2 separate regions of the Danio rerio genome follow, and region 2 is linked to region 1. Evidence: chromatin contacts called from public HiCAR-type data. All regions are on one chromosome and are shown on one strand. The core of a region is the stretch at or near the end of the contact, and the rest is flanking DNA. Distances in the headings are between cores, read along the strand shown. Region 1 holds the start of ccdc33 (coiled-coil domain containing 33). Region 2 holds the start of islr2 (immunoglobulin superfamily containing leucine-rich repeat 2).

What was found. HiCAR-type assays count read pairs that join an accessible place to other places.
Region 2: a contact with region 1 is called in a HiCAR-type map of caudal fin, with 5 times the contacts expected there. The contact joins the promoter of islr2 here to the promoter of ccdc33 in region 1. A contact is called at or near these places in 2 of 4 datasets of contacts at active chromatin or transcription factors (caudal fin and embryo).

Annotation. Positions count from the first base shown.
Region 1 is chr25:23,567,066-23,571,057 of GRCz12tu, reverse strand. ccdc33 (coiled-coil domain containing 33) reads left to right here and starts at 1,723. Exons shown (of 11, transcript XM_073943151.1): 1 at 1,723-1,955; 2 at 3,322-3,491. The coding sequence starts at 1,755.
Region 2 is chr25:23,843,879-23,847,870 of GRCz12tu, reverse strand. It overlaps islr2 (immunoglobulin superfamily containing leucine-rich repeat 2), which reads left to right and starts at 2,308. Exons shown (of 2, transcript NM_001013523.1): 1 at 2,308-2,538; 2 at 3,107-3,992. The coding sequence starts at 3,116.

The DNA.
Region 1 (3,992 bases), core at 474-2,973:
CGTAAGCTTGATAAACAACTTTGAAAAATTTGATGTTTCCCCATTCAGACAGAATACCCAAGCATACCTCCCAAGAGGCATTTCAAAGATGGCTGTCGAGGGAACTGACTTGCCTTAAAGGGACTTTGCTCTGGGTCAGCACTTTTAGCTTAGCATAGATCTGCTGACTTCAGTGTATTTTTGTTCAACTAGATAGAGTTGGACTGTGTGTTAATCTAAAAGGTCTGCAAATTTTGCAAGATCAAAGTGCACAATAATTAAAAGTTATTGTGTTTTAATGATTAAGCGCATATGGTTTAAAGACACAGTTGCACTCATGGAAAATCCAAGTCCACTTTTTCTTATTAAATGATGGGGAAAATAATTGGTATTTCTAAAAGTTTTTTGTTTGTTTTGGGTGTAATATGCTATAAGCCAATCAGAGTCTAATCTCTTATCCCATTTAAAAGCCAGTTAAATGCATATACTGAATGTTTACATGGTGTTTGTTGCCTCGTTACAAACATATGAGGCAAGTTTCACAATATACACGTTCAACTAACAAAAGATAGATTTAAACAGACTTCATTGCTCTTCTGGGAGGTGGTGCTGAATGAATTAATAATTCTTATATTTATGATTATCATATGCTATAAATATGATTGTGTGGTCGCACAGTTAGTCATTCAGTCAATTAGACTGGCGGTCGTTCGACAGCGGCCTCTGGTGCGAACGGCACTCGCGAGAGACATTTGAGATACGAAAAAGCGCACACAGTGGCCTCCTGTGGATTTGCGAAAACAAAAACTGCAAAATACGTACCTTCCGGAGTGTATTTTGCCGTCTCCAGAAACGTTCACGGGCCTACGTTTTCAGAATGAGCCTGGGTTGATTTAAATGGGCTGAAATCAAACAGGTGACATGGTGGTGCAGTAGGTAGTGATGTCGCCTCACAGCAGGAAGGTCGCTGGTTCGAGCCTCAGCTGAATCAGGTGGCATTTCTGTGTGGAGTTTGCATGTTTTCCCCACGTTCGCATGGGTTTTCTCCAGGTGCTCCGGTTTCCCCCACAGTTCAACAACATGCGGTACAGCGACATGCCAAATTGTCTGTAGTGTATGAGTGTGAATGAGTGTGTATTGATGTATCCCAGAGATGGTTTGCAGCTGGAAGGGCATCCGAAAAGAAACTGAATGAATGAATGAATGATTGAATGAATAAATTTAAACAAACAAATTAAATTCTTTTTTTATGTTCATTTTTTTGTTTGACTTAATTTGTTTGTTTAAATTCAGACCATAAATTGTTTGCAACCACTTAACTTAAAAAATGAGTAAATGAAACGATACGTTTTTTTTTCCAGTGTATCTCATAAATATACGTAGCAAATTTCACAATATTCATGTTAACCTAACAAAACACACAGACTTTATGACTCTTCTGATTTAATTAATAATTATTTTATTCAGCATTGTTCTTTCTGATGCCAAACAGTGAACACTATATGTGAATAATATGAATGTGCGATGATCTTTGGCATAGGGAGAGCAGCTCAATGTGTTTGGAGGTTAAAAGGTTTCATGCTGCGCTCAAAGAATAAAGAACAAGCTCATCTCAGCATGGAGCAGAAAACATCATCAATCTCCAGAGCAGCAAACTCATGTGCTCCTTTAACACAGAACCACCAGAAGCTACAGACAAATATTTGCATGTATTTTGTTAATTATTTTACATTCTGATTACAGTGTAGTAATGTCTCTGTGAGCTCTTGAATATCATGAATGATTGGTTTGTTTCCTGTTCAGCCTATAAAAGTTGCCAGGCAGGATTTCTGTGTTGTGGAAACCCGACGTCAGGTTGCCAGCATTGTCAGAGCTTTCTCTTCATTCAGCTGTTTAATATGCCTGACAGGAGCTCAGAAACCTTCAGCCACATGCAAAACCCAGAGAAACCACAAAATGACCCTGCAGGAGCACAGGTAAATGACCTACTGCCTATCTCAGAACAGATCTTCACATACAGAATTCATGAAGAAATTATAATCAACATTATCTGTTTGATGTAATGAAACAAATGAAATGTGCTCATATTTTCAAATATTATGAGTATAGTTTGTTTATTGCTATACATTTTAAAAAATACAGAAGTGGGTAACAGTTTCTCTGAAGTGGACGTTTATAAGACTGTCATGACACCTCTATTATATTAATGCATGTTGTAAATATGAAGATTTTATGAATGCTAATGACAACTGCCATTAAGTGTCATTTTCTCAGTTATGCCATTTTAAATGCAAAGATGACATCAGAATAAACAGCAAATGTCAGTCCAAGGAACTCGAAAAATGTGGAAAAAATATTAAAATACCTTTATTGACACGGCTATTCCTTAAAACTGCACATACGTGTTTCGGCAAACACTTGATTTCATCAGGGTAATTGTTAAACTGAGCCATTTCATGCATTTGCAAACTGTATAGTTGAAATCAACACAGGCTCATTCTGAAAATGTTTTCCCTTGGACGTTTCTAGAGAAAGCGAATTATGTAGCCGGAGGTACTTATGGCTGCATTTCATGTTTTAAGCGAATGCTACGGGGCGGTATGGCGCTGTTCCTTTTTGCGCTTGCCGGCTGACCGCTTACCTTCGTGTCGAGGGCTTTCCCATGGCAACCAATTTGTCCAGTGAGCTTGTCGTGTACTTCGGCGCACTTGAGACACAGAGAGGAGTTGACCACGATGACGATGACTGCGTTCAAGTCTGGGGAAGGAGCGGTTCCAGAATTCAGGTAAGACAAAAACAGAATACAAAAAATAAAATGAACGAGTAAACAACAGGGTGAGAATGTGGTAAAATCCGAAAAAGTGGTAAAAATCAAACGAGGGCTTTTCTTTTTCTGAATGGGTTTTGCAAATTGTTGGTTGGGTTTAGGGATTAAAGTGGGTTGGTGGGTCAATCGGTAAAACTAGTTGGGTTTAAGGAAGGAGAAGAGTGGGTCAGTCGATTGGCCGGTCGCACAGTCAATTATACAGTCAGTCAAACATACGGTCATTCAACAGCGGCCTCTGGTGGGTTTATGCGAGAACAGCATGGGCTCAAACGGCACTCGCGAGAGACATTTGAGATATGAAAAAGCACACACAATGGCCTCTCGTGGATTGGCAAAAACAAAAATGCAAAAATACGTACCTCTGGGGATGTATTTAGCGTTCTCCAGAAAAGTCCAAGGGACTACATTTTCAAAATGAGCCTAGGTTGGTTGATATAGACATACATAGGGTAATATCTCAACTGGATTGTGTTTGGATGTTATTATTAAGCATGCTTTTGTTGTTTTTTTCCCAGATAAACATGGATTCATATGATTTCCCTTCACATGATGCAATCTCTCAAATCCTCCAGGAGTATCTTCAACTCAAAAGTCCCAAAACTCAAACCAGGACAGAGTCTGTACCACAAAAAAAGGCTAACTCTCAACTGAACCGAACGTTTGATGTGAATTTAGCACACAAAAGGTAAAAAAGACGGTAGCCAAATATACAGTTGAAGTCAATATTATTAGTCCCCCTTTGATTTTTTTTTCTTTTTAAAATATTTGCTGAAAGATGTTTAACAGAACAAGGAAATTCACAGTATGTCTGATTATATATTTCCTTCTGGAAAAAGTATTATTTGTTTTATTTTGGCTAGAATTAAAGCAGTTTTTGATTTTTTTTTAAAACAGTTTTATTGTCAAAAATATTAGCCTCTATAATCAACTATTTTTTCGACTTGCCTATTTACCCTAACCTGCCTAGATAACCTAATTAACCTAGTTAGGCCTTTAAATGTCACTTTAAGCTGACTTGATAAATATCTAGTCAAATATTATTTACTGTCATCATGGCCAAGATAAAATCGCTCAGTTATTAGAAATCAGTTATTAAAACTATTATGATTATAAATGTGTTGAAACAAATCTTCTCTCCGTTAAACAGAATTTGGAGGAAAAAATAAACAGGGGAGCTAATAACTCT
Region 2 (3,992 bases), core at 1,059-3,558, 280 kb before region 1:
AGTATATTTGACATTTCAAAAAGTAAAGGAATACAACTCTTTAAAAACAGCAATTATTTCCAGTATCTTATTGAAAGCATATTTAATTTTTATAATTCAGCTTTTGCCAAACATAAATGATGAAATGTTTGACTTTTAGGGATTAAAAGTTTTTATTTTTATTTTTGTCAACTCTGTTATGGATGTAAATGTGTAAAATTTACAAAAAAAATTAAAAATAACAATGAATCATAGTAAGAAAAATCTTTATGGGTAGTTATTGAATTGACAGTAACAATTTACAATTTCACAACTTTTTAGCCAAACATTCTTCTTGCTATAAGACCACATGACACTAATGAAATTAGGAATAAAACATGTTTAAATTGTCCAGTTTGTGATTAATGAAATATTCAGTTTTCTATTTGAAATTGTGGTAACAGTATTGACAGTTTACAAATAAAAATGTAAATTAAAATTTTGGTGAAATTATTCTTTTAATCTAAATAAACTATTTTGATTGCACAATGATACATGATGGAAAACACTGACTAATTACAACATCAATAAATCATGATTTTTTGTCATTTAAGAAACTTTTACAAAGAATATTGTATAGGTATGACGTATGTGTTCCATAAAAATGATAAACACATTTTATAAGTAATCAAAAATGTAACAATGTTCTTTAAAAGCTGAAAAAGTATGTCTTTGGACACTAACGTGCCTGCAATTATAGAATCACCCATATATTTTATTAACAGCAACATGTTTATTTTTCTGGCTAAAATGCAGTTTTCTCGCAAAACTTGGCAAATATCTCTCTCTTACACACTTACTTAAGCAAGCACTGATATAATTATGGTCTGCAGTACAAATAGTCTAAAATGAAAGTTAGTTATAAAAGTGTGTTTGCTTTTATTAAAATGACACAAAGTCCGTTTAAAATGATAAATACATTACTTTTAAAATTGTACACATTATTTTATTACCTTTAACAAATATAATATACCTGGAATGGCACTTGGTCCACCCTAAAATTCCAACCTGGAGCTTGAAAGAAACCTAAAACCTCTGCCATTTCTCATTGTTCGAAAGTGCGTTCTTGTTTAGAAGTTCAGACGTGTCAAATTCGAAAAAGCGGGCAGTTCTTCTAACGGAACAGCGGTGTACTTTTGACGTTTCTGTGTCACTCACCCTGGCTACATCTCATTCTGTAACAATGAAATGTTATTAATCACAGCTTTTAATAGCCTAATTTTGATTTTAGGATGTTAAAACAAGTTACCAAAAAAGGGACAATGAATTCTTCTTTCGTTTTCATTTCAAAATAACAAACAAACTATGTCGTTTGAGCAATTGCTTATCAGTTTATCAGAGTAAATGCATGATATGCTTATTAAACAGACCCGTCATTTTGAATGTTTATTGATTGGTCGGAAATATCCTGAAGTTTGTTCACCGTCAGACTAATATCTTGCCGTTTTAACCCGATTCATTACCGCGGGACACAGTGATGAAATTACATAATATTTGACAGCTTCACTAAAGCTTGCATGTCGAATGTGCAGTTATTGCTTGAAAAGCAAATGTTTTCGGCTTTGAGAAAATAGCTGTTACTTTACGCTCTCCCCTAAAATGACCACTAGATAGCAGCAAATAAAAAGCTTCGGAAATCCCAATCGCAATCCGTCTACGTATAGAATTCATAACCAGTGGGCTATTCGGTTTGTTTAGCCAAGTTCATTTTCACACTACCACGCCATTTCGAGGCGTTTTGTAAGGGTGATGGTCTCCTGATCTTGAAAGATCTTGCAACAAACGAAGCAACTTTCACTGAAAAGCAAATCGATTCTGCAGCTCAGTTCACTTGTTTTGATGGTCACAGACTCATTCAGAGCAGAAAACAAATGATTTCAATGTCCTTTTAAAAATGTTAAGGTTGTATAAGAACTGAAGTGATGCTGGTAATATACAGGCTATTGTGGAAATAAACAATTGTAAATATATGTCTTTCATACAGGATCGTTTTAGTGTTTCCGTTTATCTGTTTTATATAGATTTACGTTTCTATAAAAACAAATTCTGAGATTGTTTTCTGCACTTTTCAAGATTATTTGTAAAACTTCGAAACTTCACTAATGCAAATCCTTTCGAAAAGACAAAGGGCACAGGTCATGTGATATAAATGATCTTCTGTATCTAAATTATGAATAACCTTCATCTCGGCTGCTAAGTCCCCGTGGCTTCAATGCGGAATTGTAGGGAGAGGCTGCGCGTTCACAATCCCTCCCCTATCACTGTGAAGGCGGGAGCGCGCAATGAATTCTGTCCAAACTCGAGCGCGAGGAGAAAACAGCCTCTGGACTGCTCAGCATCACACGGACACTAAAATGTATCATCTTCCATCTGCTAACCAAAACGGCAAGGATTTCCAGCGGGATATAAATGGCTACATGATGTTTTGGGTGAAAATTGACGTCTGATCTTTAAATAGTATATTTCATCAAGTGTCGTGCTGACTGAAATCCGCGCGAGTGTTAGGAAAATCTTTCACAGGTAAGATTAAGTTTTAAAGTGTGCAACACTTTCTCTAGAATGTAGGTGTGAGTGCAAATAAACTGTAAAAGAGTGGTCTTGTCTTAATCTTTAATATTATTAAGAATTATATATTGAATTAGAAGAATGACCCGATGGTTTGCAGGGTATATTTAGGATATAGTCGCTGCAAATCACGAGAAGTTTGAGAAATTCACAAGCCGAGGATTTAACACAAAATGAAACGCGATTCAGAACCCTGGACAGCTACTGGGGTACAAATGGTGCGTTCTCGGGTCTTTTTTTCAGCGGTCTGGTAACACAGCCAGACGCTCGAGGATGTCTCGAGATTACTGGTGTCTTTGTTTCCTCTAAATCATTTCAATATGTCAATAAGAAATAATTTTATAAAACAAAACCATGATAAATAATATAAACTGTATTTAGCTTTTTTTTAATAACTTTGATATAAATTTGTCAATCTACAAAGCTAACAGTTTAAAGTAACTTTAACAAGATTCTTGTTTCATTCATATTTCATAGTTCAAAAATCATTTGTACTAATCCCACCTTCATGTGTCCTTCACAGGAGCTGAAAATGGCAACCAAATACCTGATGCTTATTGCCCTGGGGACTGCATTGATTGGCAATGCACACTGTTGCCCCAAGCAGTGTGCCTGCTCTGATAAATACAACCACCAGTTCGTAGACTGTGCCTACAAAGACCTTGTGGAAGTACCTGTGGGTTTGCCGTCCAATGCAAGCACCCTGAGTCTTTCAGCGAACAAGATTAAAGTGCTGAAATCCAAAACTTTTGTAAACGTGACCCAGGTGACCTCTCTTTGGCTGGCTCACAATGAAATCATCACAGTCGAGAGGGACACGTTGGCTCCATTGATTCAGCTGAAAAATTTGGATATTAGCAACAACAAAATTGTGCATTTTCCATGGGAGGACTTGGCCAATCTTGGTGCTTTGCAGTTGTTAAAGATGAACAATAATGAGATGGTCAGCATCCCTAAGAACGCCTTTTCAAACTTGAAAGACCTGCGTTCAATCCGTATTAACAATAACAAGTTTACCACTATTGTGCAAGGAACATTTGATTCTTTGGCTGCCATGTCCCATCTGCAAATCTTCCACAACCCCTTCATCTGCTCCTGCAACCTTGAGTGGCTTAGGGACTGGATCCTCAAATCCTCAATCTCCATTCCTGAACAAAACAACATCGCTTGCGATGCCCCATCCCACCTCAAAGGTTCTCAGGTCACTAGCATGCCCAAATTGAATTGCAAGGCCCCATCTGTATCCATTACATATCAGCCAAACATAGAAAAGTCTGAACTCTATGAGGGATATATGGTTATGCTATACTGCGAAACAAAAGGAACACCCAAACCCGAGGTCACATGGGAGATATTTGCTGGAAACCAACTGATTACATTCCCTTTGCCTGCTATTGTTGAAAAAACTG